Linked DNA regions of Mus musculus: region 1 is linked to region 2. The links are chromatin contacts, called in public HiCAR-type maps. All regions are on one chromosome and are shown on one strand. Each heading gives the region's core, a stretch centred on a gene start, on an enhancer-like site or on the middle of the called end of the contact. The rest is flanking DNA. Distances are from core to core; before and after follow the strand shown.

What was found. HiCAR-type assays count read pairs that join an accessible place to other places.
Region 1: a contact with region 2 is called in a HiCAR-type map of kidney, with 2.5 times the contacts expected there. The contact joins two enhancer-like sites. A contact is called at or near these places in 3 of 39 promoter capture datasets (embryonic stem cells, liver and trophoblast stem cells), 12 of 484 Hi-C or Micro-C datasets (the Patski cell line, embryonic stem cells and trophoblast stem cells), 7 of 115 datasets of contacts at active chromatin or transcription factors (astrocytes, embryonic stem cells and kidney) and 1 of 9 other capture datasets (embryonic stem cells).

The regions. Positions count from the first base shown.
Region 1 is chr1:118,754,850-118,761,647 of GRCm38.p6, forward strand. No RefSeq gene overlaps it. Among named protein-coding and RNA genes, the nearest start is that of Tfcp2l1, 130 kb to the left of the region's middle. Within about 2 kb of position 1,597, at least 17 of the 459 cell types and tissues checked have an H3K27ac peak or open chromatin away from gene starts, as enhancers often do. A contact at or near this core is called in kidney, where this site is marked.
Region 2 is chr1:118,668,977-118,675,469 of GRCm38.p6, forward strand. It overlaps Tfcp2l1 (transcription factor CP2-like 1), which reads left to right. Exons shown (of 15, transcript NM_023755.2): 13 at 413-555. Among named protein-coding and RNA genes, the nearest start is that of Tfcp2l1, 44 kb to the left of the region's middle. Within about 2 kb of position 3,330, at least 14 of the 459 cell types and tissues checked have an H3K27ac peak or open chromatin away from gene starts, as enhancers often do. A contact at or near this core is called in kidney, where this site is marked.

The DNA of each region.
Region 1 (6,798 bases), core at 347-2,846, 84 kb after region 2:
AAGATTTATTTATTATTATATGTAAGTACACTGTAGCTGTCTTCAGATGCACCAGAAATTGGCGTCAGGTCTCATTATGGATGGTTGTGAGCCACCATGTGGTTGCTGGGATTTGAATTCAGGACTTTCGGAAGAGCAGTCAGTGTTCTTACCTGCTGAGTGGTCTCACCAGCCCTTGTTTGTTTTTAATATGGATGCTGGGGACAGAATTCAGGTCCTCATGCTTGCATAGCAAGAACTTAATTCACGAAGCCATCTCCCCCAGCTCAGTCTCACCTCTCATCTGTACAATAGAACTGAAGAGCTAAGCGTAGTGGAGTACATCTGTATCCCCCGCATTCAGGAGAAAGAGGCTAGATGATCCAGCAGGGATTTCAGCATAGTCCAGGATACACAGCGAGACCTTGTCTCAACACACAGACACAGACACACACACAGACACAGACACACACACACACACACACACACACACACACACACACACAGACACACACACAGACACATACGTGGACACACATATAGACATGCACACAGACACAGACATAGACACACACACAGACAGACACACATTCGTGCAGATACACTCACAGACACACATATACATACAGACACACACGGATACACACACATACACACAGACAGACAGACACACACACGGACACAGGCATAGACACACACACAGATACACACACAGACACACACAGATATACACACACAGATACACACATACACAGACACACACACACAGACAACATACAGACACACACAAACACACAGACACATACAGCCACACACAATATACACAGACACAGACAAACAGACACATAAGCAGACACAAACACAGACACACACACAGACTCAGACACCACCAGACACCATCAGCACTCCACAAATGCTTCTTTTCTTCCTACAGTTTTGTGTGTGTGTGTGGTATGTGGATGTGCATGTATGTGGTATATCTGTGTATGTATGGTGTCTATAAATATGTGTGTATGTGGATGTGTGGTGTGTGGCTATGGATATATGTGTGTGTGTGTTTGTGTGTTTGTGCCTGTGTGTATATGTTGGTGTGCGGATGTGTGGTGTGTGGATATGCATGTATGTGGTATATCTGTGTATGTATGGTGTCTATATATGTGTGTGTGTATGTGTGGTGTGTATATGTATATGGTGTGTGTATATATGTATGGTGGATGTGATAGTGTGTGTGTGTGTGCTGTGTGGTCTCAGTCTTGCTTTGGTGTGCATGTGGATGTCAGAGGACAACTTGTGGGAACTGACCCTCTCTGGGACCTAAGAATTGGACTGAGGTTCTTAGGCATGGCAACAATGCCATTACCTTCTGAGCCATCTTGCTGGCCCTGTCATCTCCCTAGGGTACCAGGGGAATGTTAGGCAGATCCCTGCAAAGGCCCCGAGATAACCTGGCTCCCAAGGCCATTATGCTCGCACAGCTCATTTAAGTGCTGGAAACTGCTCCGCTCAGGAATGGAATGTTCCAGCAAGCCCATTTGATTTTCAAATCACTTCCCTCAGAGCTGTAGTCTCCCCCAGAGCAAACCCTGGCCAGGGTTTCCTCAAATCCAGGGGCTAAGCTGGCTGGCTGCTACTGAAGTGGGGGAAGGGCACCCTAGCCTGTGCTCCCTACCCTCATCCTAGCCCCAGTTATTATCCCAGTTATAAAAACCTGGCCCCATAGAGAGAGCAGAACGCCCTGCTCCACTGTGACAGATGCCCTGGGTGCTTGTGTGGTCTCACTTGCATTTCTTACTCTAATCGTCTCCCTCGGGCTTTCCGTACTTGTGGAGGAGGAAACTTGGGAATTCCCCCCTCATTCCTGAATTGTTCGCCTGGAACCTCCCTTTAGGACAAGGCCAACAGAGGGCCCCAGGACAGTTGGGTGCAACCCAGTTCTCAAGCCTTTTAAGCTCGTAGGAATGTTCCCCTCTGCCATCTGAGGCCCAACAGGGACCACAGAGCAGTCCTACCTCTGAGCTCAGAGGGCAGGTCTCAGCATCAGGAGATGAGATGTGCACGCGTTTATGCAAGCTAAGCAAGGGACAGGTTTGTCCCTTCCCTCAAACCTGTCCACGAGCAGTTGATCCACCTGGTTTAGGGTCCCTGGCCAAACTCTTCCTTTTCCGACAAGATGCATATGTGTGTATGTTCCCACGGAGCCCAGGCTAACCTTGAACTTGCTGTGTACTTGATGATGACCTTGAAACCCTCCTGCCCCCACCTGCTGTGTACTAGGACTGCAGGTGTGCAGCATCACACTTGGTTTAAACAATGCTGGGATTGAACCTAGGGCCACATACATGCTAGGCAGCACTCTACCACGGGAACTCTATACTCAGATCACAGGGTTTTTGTTTTCTAAAATGTAATATTTTGTTATTGAGGGTTTCATACATGCATACAATTTATTTTGATCATATTCATCCTTCTTCAGCTAACTCCTCCCAGATCCACCCCCTCATCCCCTCCAGCTTTGAGCCATCACTCCTCCTCCTCCTCCTCCTCCTCCTCCTCCTCCTCCTCCTCCTCCTCTTCTTCCTCTTCCTCCTTGAATTTGTGCTCCCCGTGGACTAATTCACTGGAGCATGGTCAACATTCCAGGGGCCACACCTTTAAAGCAAACTGTCTTTATCTTCTCAAAGCCATCAACTGTCAATTGCTCCTCAGCTAAGGCCTGGGGCTCCCGAGCCCCTCCCTGTCCATGATGGAATGCTGACTGGCTTGGTCTTAGGTAGGTCTTACACAGGTAGCCACAGCTGCTGGGAGTTCTTAAGTGTAGTGGTCCTGTCGTGTCCAGAAGACACTACTTCACCCCATTCCTACTGGAATGGCTCTATGTAATAATCTTTCTGTCCCTTCTTTAGTGATGGTCCCTGAAACTTGGGGGATAGAGCTGTGACAGAGAAGTCCTGTTTGTGGTAGAGCACTCCGCTAACACTTAGTCTCTGCACTTTAACCAGTGTGGGTGCCTGTTAACTATCATCTACTATACAAGGAAGTGTCTCTGTTGAGTCTGAGAGCTGTACTCAGACTGTGGCAAGAGTTCACAGGGCTCACTACTGAGTTGTCTCTTGGCTGTTTGTCTTTAAGTCAACTGTATGGTTTTTGCATGTGATGTTGTCATTGTTACCAATGTCCTTTTGCCATGATGTCAGATTGGAGACAGCAGCTATTATTACTTTACTGTAAAGTCACAGGTCTGAGGATTATTAGGACATGGAGAAGTGGCCGTGGCTCTGCTGACTCTAAGCATCAACTTTAGGAGAGGAACAAAAGGCCCCAGGCAATCGAGCTGACCACAGTGATTCACAGAGTCCTTGGAGCAAGGCTTGCTGGGTCTCCTCTCAGACTAGGAGATGATGTAATAGAGAAGTGTGGCAGGTGACAGCCAAAAGAACCAAGGACTGAAGCAGGAGAATGACTGCCAACATACAGCCAGTGAATCCTCTTGCCTTCTGGGCTCACCGAGACTTCTCTCCTCGCCCTGTTTTATAGTGTGGATGTCAGTCTCCCTGGGCTGAGAATCCCTTTCTCCCTTTGTCTTCTCCCCAGAGAGCGCTTACCCGAACATCTACTCAACATCAAGATTCTCCAGGAGCTTTCCAGAAAGACTCCCAGCCAGCCCCTGTAATGGGAATAGGAACTTTCAGAAGTGTCCACAGCTGCTCATGAGCCAGGGGTTCTGGGAGACGTTGCATGAGGTCCCAGTGTTCTCTAGTTCCTGGTGGGAGGGTGGCAACAGGAAGTTGGTCCTGAAGGTCACTGAACTGGTTTCTGTGACAGGAACCTGACAAAGGCAACTTAAAGGATAAAAGGTTTCTTCTGGCTCCCAGTACACAGATGCAGTCGGCCATGGAAAGGAAGTGGCTGGTCACACTGCAGCCAGCGTCGGGAAGCAGAAGGAGATGATGCTAAGCTGACTTCCTCCTGTACACCTGACCAGGCGCATCAGTCCACCTGACAGTACCACTGACATGCAGAGTATTCTCCTGCCTCTTACCTGGTCTGGATATTCTCTGTGGAATGCCCACAAGTTTGTCTGTATGGTGGTTTAGTTTAGTTGGCACAACCTAGAGTCCCCCTGGGAAGAACATATCAGCGAGAGATTGTGTAGATCTGGTTGGCCTGTGGGAGCGTTGGGGAGGGGGGCGTGTCTCTTGATTTTCTTAATTGATGTGAAATTCAGTCCATATTTGTATGAGAATGTCATAATGCAATCTATTATAAATCTGTATAATTTTCAGGGAATTTAGAAATATTGGATAGAGCGCCAGAGAGATGTCTCAGCCTGTAAAAGTGATTTGGGAGAGCAAGCTACACAAGCTGTCCTCTGATCTGTCTGTACACATGTGCATACCCACCTACTACCACGGCATACAACCCCCACCCTCCTCACACACACATCATGTACACAATAGTAATTAATAATACTGACAACATTAAAATCTCATTGGATGGATCTGAAGGCTGAGGGCTACAGGTTTGCACCACCCAGCCCCAAGCTGACTCCCTCGGGAGTCCATCACCCCACCCCCAGACCTCATTAATACTACAGCTGCTTCCCCTGTTTCCAGGTGGTGAACACATGGAAGCCATCTGCCCCACGAGGCACCCTCCCTTTCCCAGTGATGATCTGGAACCACAGAGATGAGCAGGAAACATCTGCTCCTAAGGTCTCATTTTGTGATCAACCCTACTCCTAGGTCAGACAGGACAAACCCTGATGATGCCTCTGTGCCCACCAACGGCATATTGTTACTTTGTTACAAGAGTAACAAAGTCGAGAGTATCAAACCGTCAGGCTGCTGCAGAGATCCAAGTGAACAGTTACCCTGGGAGACTCACCTCTCAAAACTGAAATCTCCTTGCACCTACCTCATTTCTGGCCATCTACTGCCACCTGCTGGCAAGACAAGTTCTATGTGTAAGAGGACAAAAGGAAAGCTGTAGGAATTTCCACAGTTGCTTCTCCTACACAGTACCAAGAGCATCTGTTAAGACAACACACATGGTGGTGTTACGGTTGATGTGGATTTCTTATGCATCTCTCTATGAGTGTATGATGTGTGTGTGTGTATGTGTGTCTGTGTTCCACGTTTGCTTGTGTACGTGTGTTTGCAGGTACTTGTCAGCCTGTGTCAGTAGCAAGCAGAGGTTGAGGTTAGATATCTTCCTTGATGGTTCTTCACTTTACATATGAGGCAGGGTCCTTCACGGTCCCAGAGTTTGCCAATTCAGCACATCGAACTCTCCAGCTTGCTCTGGGGATCTTGTCTTCGTCTTCTGAGCTGTGGGATAGATAGGTGGGCTGCCACATCAGACAATGAGATTGCATGTGCATGTCACCACATCTGACTTTTTAAAAAGTAAAGCCTTTAAAACACTTTAAAAGTTATATCTATTTAATTGTGTGTGTGTGTGTGTGTGTGTGTGTGTGTGTGTAGTTTCATGACCTTATGTGTATACCACATACATACATGTTTCTGTGGAAGCCAGAGAGGGCACTAGATCTCCTGGAACTGGAGTTGTGAGCTGCCTGATACCCCTATGCTGGGAACTGAACTGGGTTATTTGCAAGAGCAGCCAGCTTTTAATCACTGCTCTCAAGACCCCCAAACCCAGCTTTTCATGCAGTTGCCGGGGACTGAACCCCGCTCCTCCTGCTTTCAGAGTTTATCAGTAACTTTCCTAGTGCTGTGAAGAAACACCACGACCACACCCACTTATAAAGGATGGGATCGACTCACGGTTCCAGAAGGAGAGGGTCCATCGTGATGAGAAGCACTGAAGCAAGCAGCAGGATGGCGGCTGGAGCACAGAGCTGAGAGATCACATCTTCAACTGCAAACACAAAGTAGACAGCAGGCTGTAAGCCCGCCTCCAGTGACCGGCCTCTTAAAGGTTCTGCAACTTTCCCAAATGGCACCACCAGCTGACGCCCAAGTATTCTAACACATAAAGCTATGGGAGAAACTTCTCATCCAAACCACCACCCATAGCAAGTTCTTTCTAGACTGCCTCCACTGATCCCAACTTCTCTCTTCTGTGGGACTTAAAGCCAGTGACTATAGGTTCCAGATAACTCCAGATGCTTCCAGGGTAGCCAATAGCTTCAGATGTCATTTGCCACTGGGCTTTGGGCTCTTCCTACATTTGGCTTTCGAAAATTGGTTTCCCTCTGTCTTATATACATTCAGGTAGTCTCTGTCTCTCTGTCTATCTCTCTCTACTTCTCGCTGTCTCTCTATCTCTCTCTCCCTCCCTTTTCTTCCTTTCTTTTGGGGATTATATAGCTGTGGTTGGGACTCATTGTGTAGGCCAGGCTAGCATCCACTTACAGAATTTCACCTGTCTCTGCCCCCCAGGTGCTGAGATTGAAGGCAGATGCCACCTTGCCTAAGGTGGCTATTGCCAATAATGTCTATTTTATTTTAAGCAACAGGTCTAGATATTTCTTTTCTCATTCTCCTCCTCCTTCCCCCCCTTTCTTCTTCTTTTTCAAGACAGACCCTCACTATGTAGCTCTGACTGTCCTGCAACTCACTATGTAGCCCAAGCTGACGCTGAATTCTCAGAGATTGGCTGGCCTCTGCCTGCCAAGTGCTGGGATTAAGGGCATGTGCCACTATGCCCAACATGTCTGGGTATTTCTAATCAGGCTTATTTTATTTTAGTATGCCTAATATATAAATGAAAGTCCTGACTTTATATTAAGTGTTTAAATATACCCACAAAGAGTTTAATCAGTTGTTAAGGTTAAATTAGAAGGGAATAAAGGGA
Region 2 (6,493 bases), core at 2,080-4,579:
CTCACTGAACCCAACATGAGGAAGCAGAGAGCAATGAATACTGGTGCAATTGTCTGTAAATACCTTTCTGCCACCAGCAGAAAGGTGACTTGGCGCTTCCCCCTCCTACCGGCTGCATACCAGGCACCACAGATGAATCAGGGCTCCTCAGGGTCCTCCTCTTTCCCTAGCTGGGTGCCTGTTTGGGCCCAGGAGTCAACCTATGTGACGAAGAGAGAGGAAAACAGCTCACCTGTGTTTACCTGTCAGCATGCTTTACCAGCCTTCTTAGCTTGACAGGCATCCATGGCTTGGGGCAGGAGCATCCTTCCATGTAAGCTGTTGCCTTCTCAGGATGGGGTAGAAACACATTGCCAGGTTCTTGTTAATTTAATGGCCCCTTAAAAGAAGGCACTTGCTCCTCTCCCTGCAGTATACCATGCTATCTTCCTGGAAGAGCTGACTACCCTGGAGCTGACTGAGAAGATCGCCAGCCTGTACAGCATCCCCCCACAGCATATACACCGCGTCTATCGACAGGGTCCCGCTGGCATCCACGTGGTGGTAAGCAATGAGGTGAGCTGACCTGGCCCTCCATAAGAGTCCCAGATGCACTCAGGAGCATCCTCCACTGGATCAGAGGGTCTCTGTTTTCTATGCATGTTGCCTGCTTGAAGCTGAAAGCCTACTGGCTGCCTATGATATCAGCAAGGGGAAGTTCTTACCACTGCTGAGTCGATGTTGTATGACTTTTCCTGGAAAAAAATATGAACAAGTGTCTTCTTAGGGTGTCAACAAAAGCCTTAAGTAAGAATTCCAAACTGATTCATTTATTGGGCTTAGGAGCAAAGATGACCCCAAAACAGCTTTATCACCAACAGTCTGTCCCCATAGCTACATAGATGGAGTTTCTCAGTTTACCTTCCAAACTAGTCACTTAAACTTGGAGGGAAGGTGTGCGGAATCAGCTAGAGTCCCATGTGAGGGGCCGAGAACCCTCCTCATGCCCTCTTCCCTCTATAATAAGGAACTAGCAACAAGCCCTACAATAACAGACATTTTTATTACATTTATTTATTCATTTACTTAGTGGGGTGGTAAGGAGGTGAATGGGTACAAAGGGACACACACAGAGATTAGAGGCTAGATTGAAGGACTCAGTCCTGTCCTTCCTCCATGTGGGACTAAGGAGTCAGACTTGGGGCAAGCACCTTCACTCATCTCCGTGGCCCCACAGGCTCTATCGTGAGGGTCTCTTGTGAGTAACCCTAGCCGCTGTGACTAAGATGCTAATGGCTGTTATACTCAGAGGACAGCCTTCTTCAGTTGTCCTTGGCTGGGTGCTCTTGGGGCAACTGCAGTCTGAAGAATGGGCTACCCATCAAGTAGGAATCATGTCCTGAGAGGCCAGTAGTTAAATGATGGGCTGCTATGGCCCATGGGAGACACTACTAGCAAGGCCTCCCTGAGTGATGAAGGTGTGTGCCACTGAATTTGTGCTCAACACAATCCTGTGGAAGCTGGAAATAGTGGCTAGCAAATATCCAGAAAGTGACGGAGTCTTGGTCCAGTCCTGTGAGGAGTGATGTGTTGAGCAGACTTGCCTGCTAAATTGAGCATCCCTTGCCTATGATGGAACAGATGATCTTATGCTTGTCTGTCCTGGATCTTCCTTCAACTGACATTTCCAACTAACAGAAATGTGTGTCTGGTGGTGTATTGGTCAGTGTCCTTGCACTGTAAGGGATGTCTGGGATCATGAACTTAAGAAGAAAGGTTCAGTCTGGGGAGAGGCTCACTTAGTAAAGGGCTCACCTTTAAAGTATGGACACCTGAGTTCAGCGTCCTGAGCCCGTGTCAAAAGCTGGGCATAGTGGTAAACCACAGTACAACCCCAGTGATGGAGAGATAGAAACTATCATGGTAGGAGAGCGGCTGAGCAAATTGTTCTCACTATGGTCAAGAAGCAAGGGAGTAGGTGTGGGGTACTAAGGTCCCGGTATCCCCTTCACTACTAACATTGGTGACCTAACTTTTTTGCTGGGCCCAACCTCTTAAAAGTTCCATATCTCAGTAGCACAGAGGCAGTCAGTACAGAGGCCTTTGAGAGACACTCCATATCCAAATCATAGTCACATGGCCACTATGTCCTGGCTGCTACTCCTGCTTACATGTATATGTATATAGTTCACATGTATCATGTATTAAGTAATATGTACATGATATTCATATATATATATATATATGTATGTGTGTATATACATGTACACACACACACACACACACACACTCACACACGCACATCTAGCATCTGCTAGCATCCCATTTCATACATAGGAAACTGAGGCACAGAGATACTGAGTAGTTGCCCAAAGATGCTACAGCTGATATGGAGTGAAGTTAAGGTAGAAATCCAGATGAACCAATTGTTGGAGAGCTGAACCAGTAAGAGATCCAACCTCTTGAGAAATGGGAGCTATGGTTTTGTTTGTTTGGTTGTTGGTTTTGTGACAATCTCAAAAGAGATGAGACCTGAAACTCCTTATGTAGACCAGGCTGGCCTTGACCTTGCTACAATCCTCTGCTTGCCTCTGTCTCCTGGGCACCAGGATTAGAGGAGTATGCAACAAGCCCAGCTCAATGAAGTTGTACCTCCTTGTTCTGTTCTGGTTTGCTTTGTGGCAGTGCTTCAGTGTAAAACCCAGACTGGTCCAGAACTCACTATGTAGACCAGGCTAGCCTTAATCATGTTATAGTCATCCTGTTACTGCCTTGTAAGCATTGGAACTATAGGCATGTACCACCAGGTCTAGCTTAAAGTAGCTACTTTTTGCTCCTGTTTCACAGAAAATGATACTGAGACCAGCAGTGCTGCTTCTAGGGCTAAGAGAAGCTAGGAGGATGAAGGGCCCGAGTGGTAGACGACCATGCTAATGAACTGGAAGGCATGTCACTTTGCACCTCAAGGAAGATCTGTAGCCCAGGCTGGCCTTGAATTTATTGTGTAGCCAAGGACAACCCTGACTTTCTGATCTGCCCTGGCCCCATTCTGGGATTACAGTGCTGGGATTGCAGCCCTGCACTGTACCATACCTTCTCTATGCTGTGCTGGAGACAGACTCCAGAGCTTTGTACAGACTAACTAAGCAAGCCCTGGAGCCACATCCTCAGACCCTCAACCATTTCTGTTTAAGAAGACAAAAAACCATGACTGTTTCTTGCACCCTCCCCCACTTGCCCTGTGCCCTCGACAGCAGGCAGTTAAGCAAGTGAAGCAGGGAACAGACCTCAAACGCCACCCTGGCTAAGTAGGCCATTCTCATTCCCCAAGTCTCCTTCCCACTCAACCCGAATCAATTTGGAAACCTTCAGCTCTGAATTACTCAGAGTGCTGGAGGCAGCCTGGCCAGCAAGGAGCCAGCCCCTGGGGTGCAAGGGCACTCAATTAAACAAGGGAGTTACTGATTAAGCCCTTGTGGGCCCCGCTTAGGGCTTTTCATGCCCAAGTGGCTGGGCGGCCAAGAGTCCGAGCTGGAGCAGGCTGAGGTATAGAATAAATGTACTTCATGCACCATTAGGCCCTGCGGGGAGGGTCAGGGTCGACAGGTGGATGCATTTGTAAGATTTGAGGCAGTAGTCCAGAGCAGGCAATAAAATGTGGGTTTCTGGTTTTTTTTTTTTTCTTTTTCTTTTCTTTCTTTTTTTTTTTTTTAAGATTTATTTATTTATTATATGTAAGTACACTGTAGCTGTCTTCAGACACTCCAGAAGAGGGAGTCAGATCTTTTTACGGATGGTTGTGACCCACCATGTGGTTGCTGGGATTTGAACTCCGAACCTTCGGAAGAGCAGTCGGGTGCTCTTACCCACTGAGCCATCTCACCAGCCCTTCTTTTTCTTTTTAATAGAAAGGAGATTTGCTACCCTGTTGGTTTTGGCATGCATGTTTACATATATATATATATATATATATATATATATATTTTTTTTTTTTTAACTACTTCTGAATGTATATTATGAAATATAGCTTACACATGCAAAGATCCTGTAAAACTAATGTACATTTTATTTTTAAAACTTATTTTACCTTTATGTGTGCCTGTATATGTGTGTGTGCATACAAAGTATATGTGTGGAAATCATAGGACACTGTGTGTGAGTGGGTTTTGTGAATGAAACTTAGGCCTACAGGGCTCGCATGACAAGTGCTTTTGCTGGCTGAGCTACCTCACTGCCCTGACTTGCAATTTTAATAAGTATTTAAGGCCTTGCACCCAGGTCACTAGACTGTGATGGTTATAGGCCCCTTTGTAGTATCATGTTTGGCCCTTGCTTGTCCGTGTATATTTTACACTAATCATTTCCTCTTCCCTCCCTAACGTGCTTAGGGCAGTACACATGTCTGTGTGCTTGTGGAGGCTATAGGATAGCCTTGACCGTTGTTCCTCATGTTCCTCAGCTACTACCCACCATGGCTTTTAACACAGGTCTCTTCCTGTCCTAGAGCTGACCAGGGAGACTGTGATGGCTGGTCAGAGAGCCTCAGCAATCCTTGTGTCTGTCTCTACGTGCCCAGCAACTGGGGTTACAAGCCACAGTATCAGGCCTATTTTGTTTGTTTGTTTTTTAATCTGAGTTCTGGGGATCAAACTTGGCTCTTCATGCCTGCAAAGCGCATGTTTCCAACTTGTCATTTCCTCAGCCCAGTGTGGACTGGGCATGCATTCTCTCCGTGTTCCTCTTTTCCCTCCACCATATGTTCTGATTCACAAATATGTGAATATGTGCAGCTGAGGGTCACTGTACCTCTGAGTGGTTAGATCCCAGTTGACTCACACTCCTGCTACTGAGAATGCCAAAGATGCACGTGTGAAGGTGCACATGAGCAGGAGAGCTTGAGGGGTGACCTCCATCCAGAACATGGCGTTTTCTAGAGATTTATCACCTGGATTTATCACCTGCAGAGGTGCTAGTTCCCATTGTACACCCTGCTTATGTTGTTATCATCTGTTTTACAGATGAGGCCGTGGAGCCAGAAACAGAAAGCTTTTCTGTGGTCAGTGTTTGCAAATCATAGTGAAAGCTTAGGAGACATGGCTATAAATTGTCTTTCCTGATCATGTGGGAGTATTAACCTCTTTCTGTTTGGTCCCTGTAAAGCCACGGACACACACATCTATTAATTATGGTGGTTAGTTAATTCTTGTTGCCATAGCAGAAGACCTGCTGAGAAGCACAAGGGAGGAAGGGTTATTAGGATCCATCAGTGTGGGGGAAGTATAGCAGCAGGAGCTGGGGAGGCCACTGGGCCATCAGGAAGCAGAGCATCTAGCTATAAGTGCTCAAGACACACCCATTGACCCTGTCCTCTAGCAAAGCTCCACCTCATAAGGGTTCCACGACTTTCCCAATGGTACCACTGGCTCTGGCTCTGGTTCAAAGGCATTGGCCCAGGGAGCACATTTGCATTGCATTCAGGCACAATTGCTTTAGAAGCAGGTTAGCTAAGTGAGGACATCACTATGGAAGCACCCTAGCTTACAGGCACTCAACCCCGGATGGTACAGTCACTGCGCATAGCATCAATGCACTCGAGGGGACTGCTGTGTGAGGGGACACTCTAACATAGTAGCACAAAAGATAATGTGTCAAATGTGTAAATCAGCAGTGGAGTAATTTAGGGTCACTACCAAGTGTGTGTACTGTGGGTCATCTGTACCATACTGGCCACATAGTAGGGTGCTTACAACTTTACCACAGACATGAATAATTGTGTTACCAGGATGACAGTGCCACTAAGCAGTGAGAAAATTTCAGCTCCACCAATTGTATTTGTGTTTTGTTGTTGACCAAAATGGGATTGACTGTGCTTAAATTTGTTGCTTGTTTCTGAGTCAAGGGTCTCATGATGTAATAACCCTAGCAGGTCTAGAATTAGCTGTATGGGCCAGGTTGGCCTTGGACTGACTCACGGAGATATGTCTGTCTCTGCTTCCTGTGTGTTAGGATTAAGAGTATATTCTACCATGCCTGGTTTTGTGTTCAATTTTTTTAAATATATTTTTTGTTGTAGCATAAACTTTCCTTTAATGAGTCCAGTAAAGACCTAGATGACCCAACATATAATAAACAAATAGATGTTTTATCTTTTACTTTTTTGGAGACAGAGTTTCTCTGTGTGACAGAGCATTGGCTGTCCTGGAACTCACTTTATATACCAGGCTGGCCTTGAACTCACAGAGATCCACCTGCCTACTTCCTGAGCAATGGGATTAAAGGCATGTGCCACCACTGCCTGCCTATTATCTTTCACTAACTTTTTTTTCCCCCGAGACAGGGTTTCTCTGTGTAGCCCTGGCTGACCTGGAACTCACTCTGTAGACCAGGCTGGCCTCGAACTCAAATCCACTTGCCTCTGAGTGCGCCACCTGGCTCTTTCACTAACTTTTGTTTTGTGCATGTGGGCCTGTGGAGGTCAAAAGAGACCCTGAATGGTGTCTTTCTGGTGCCTCCT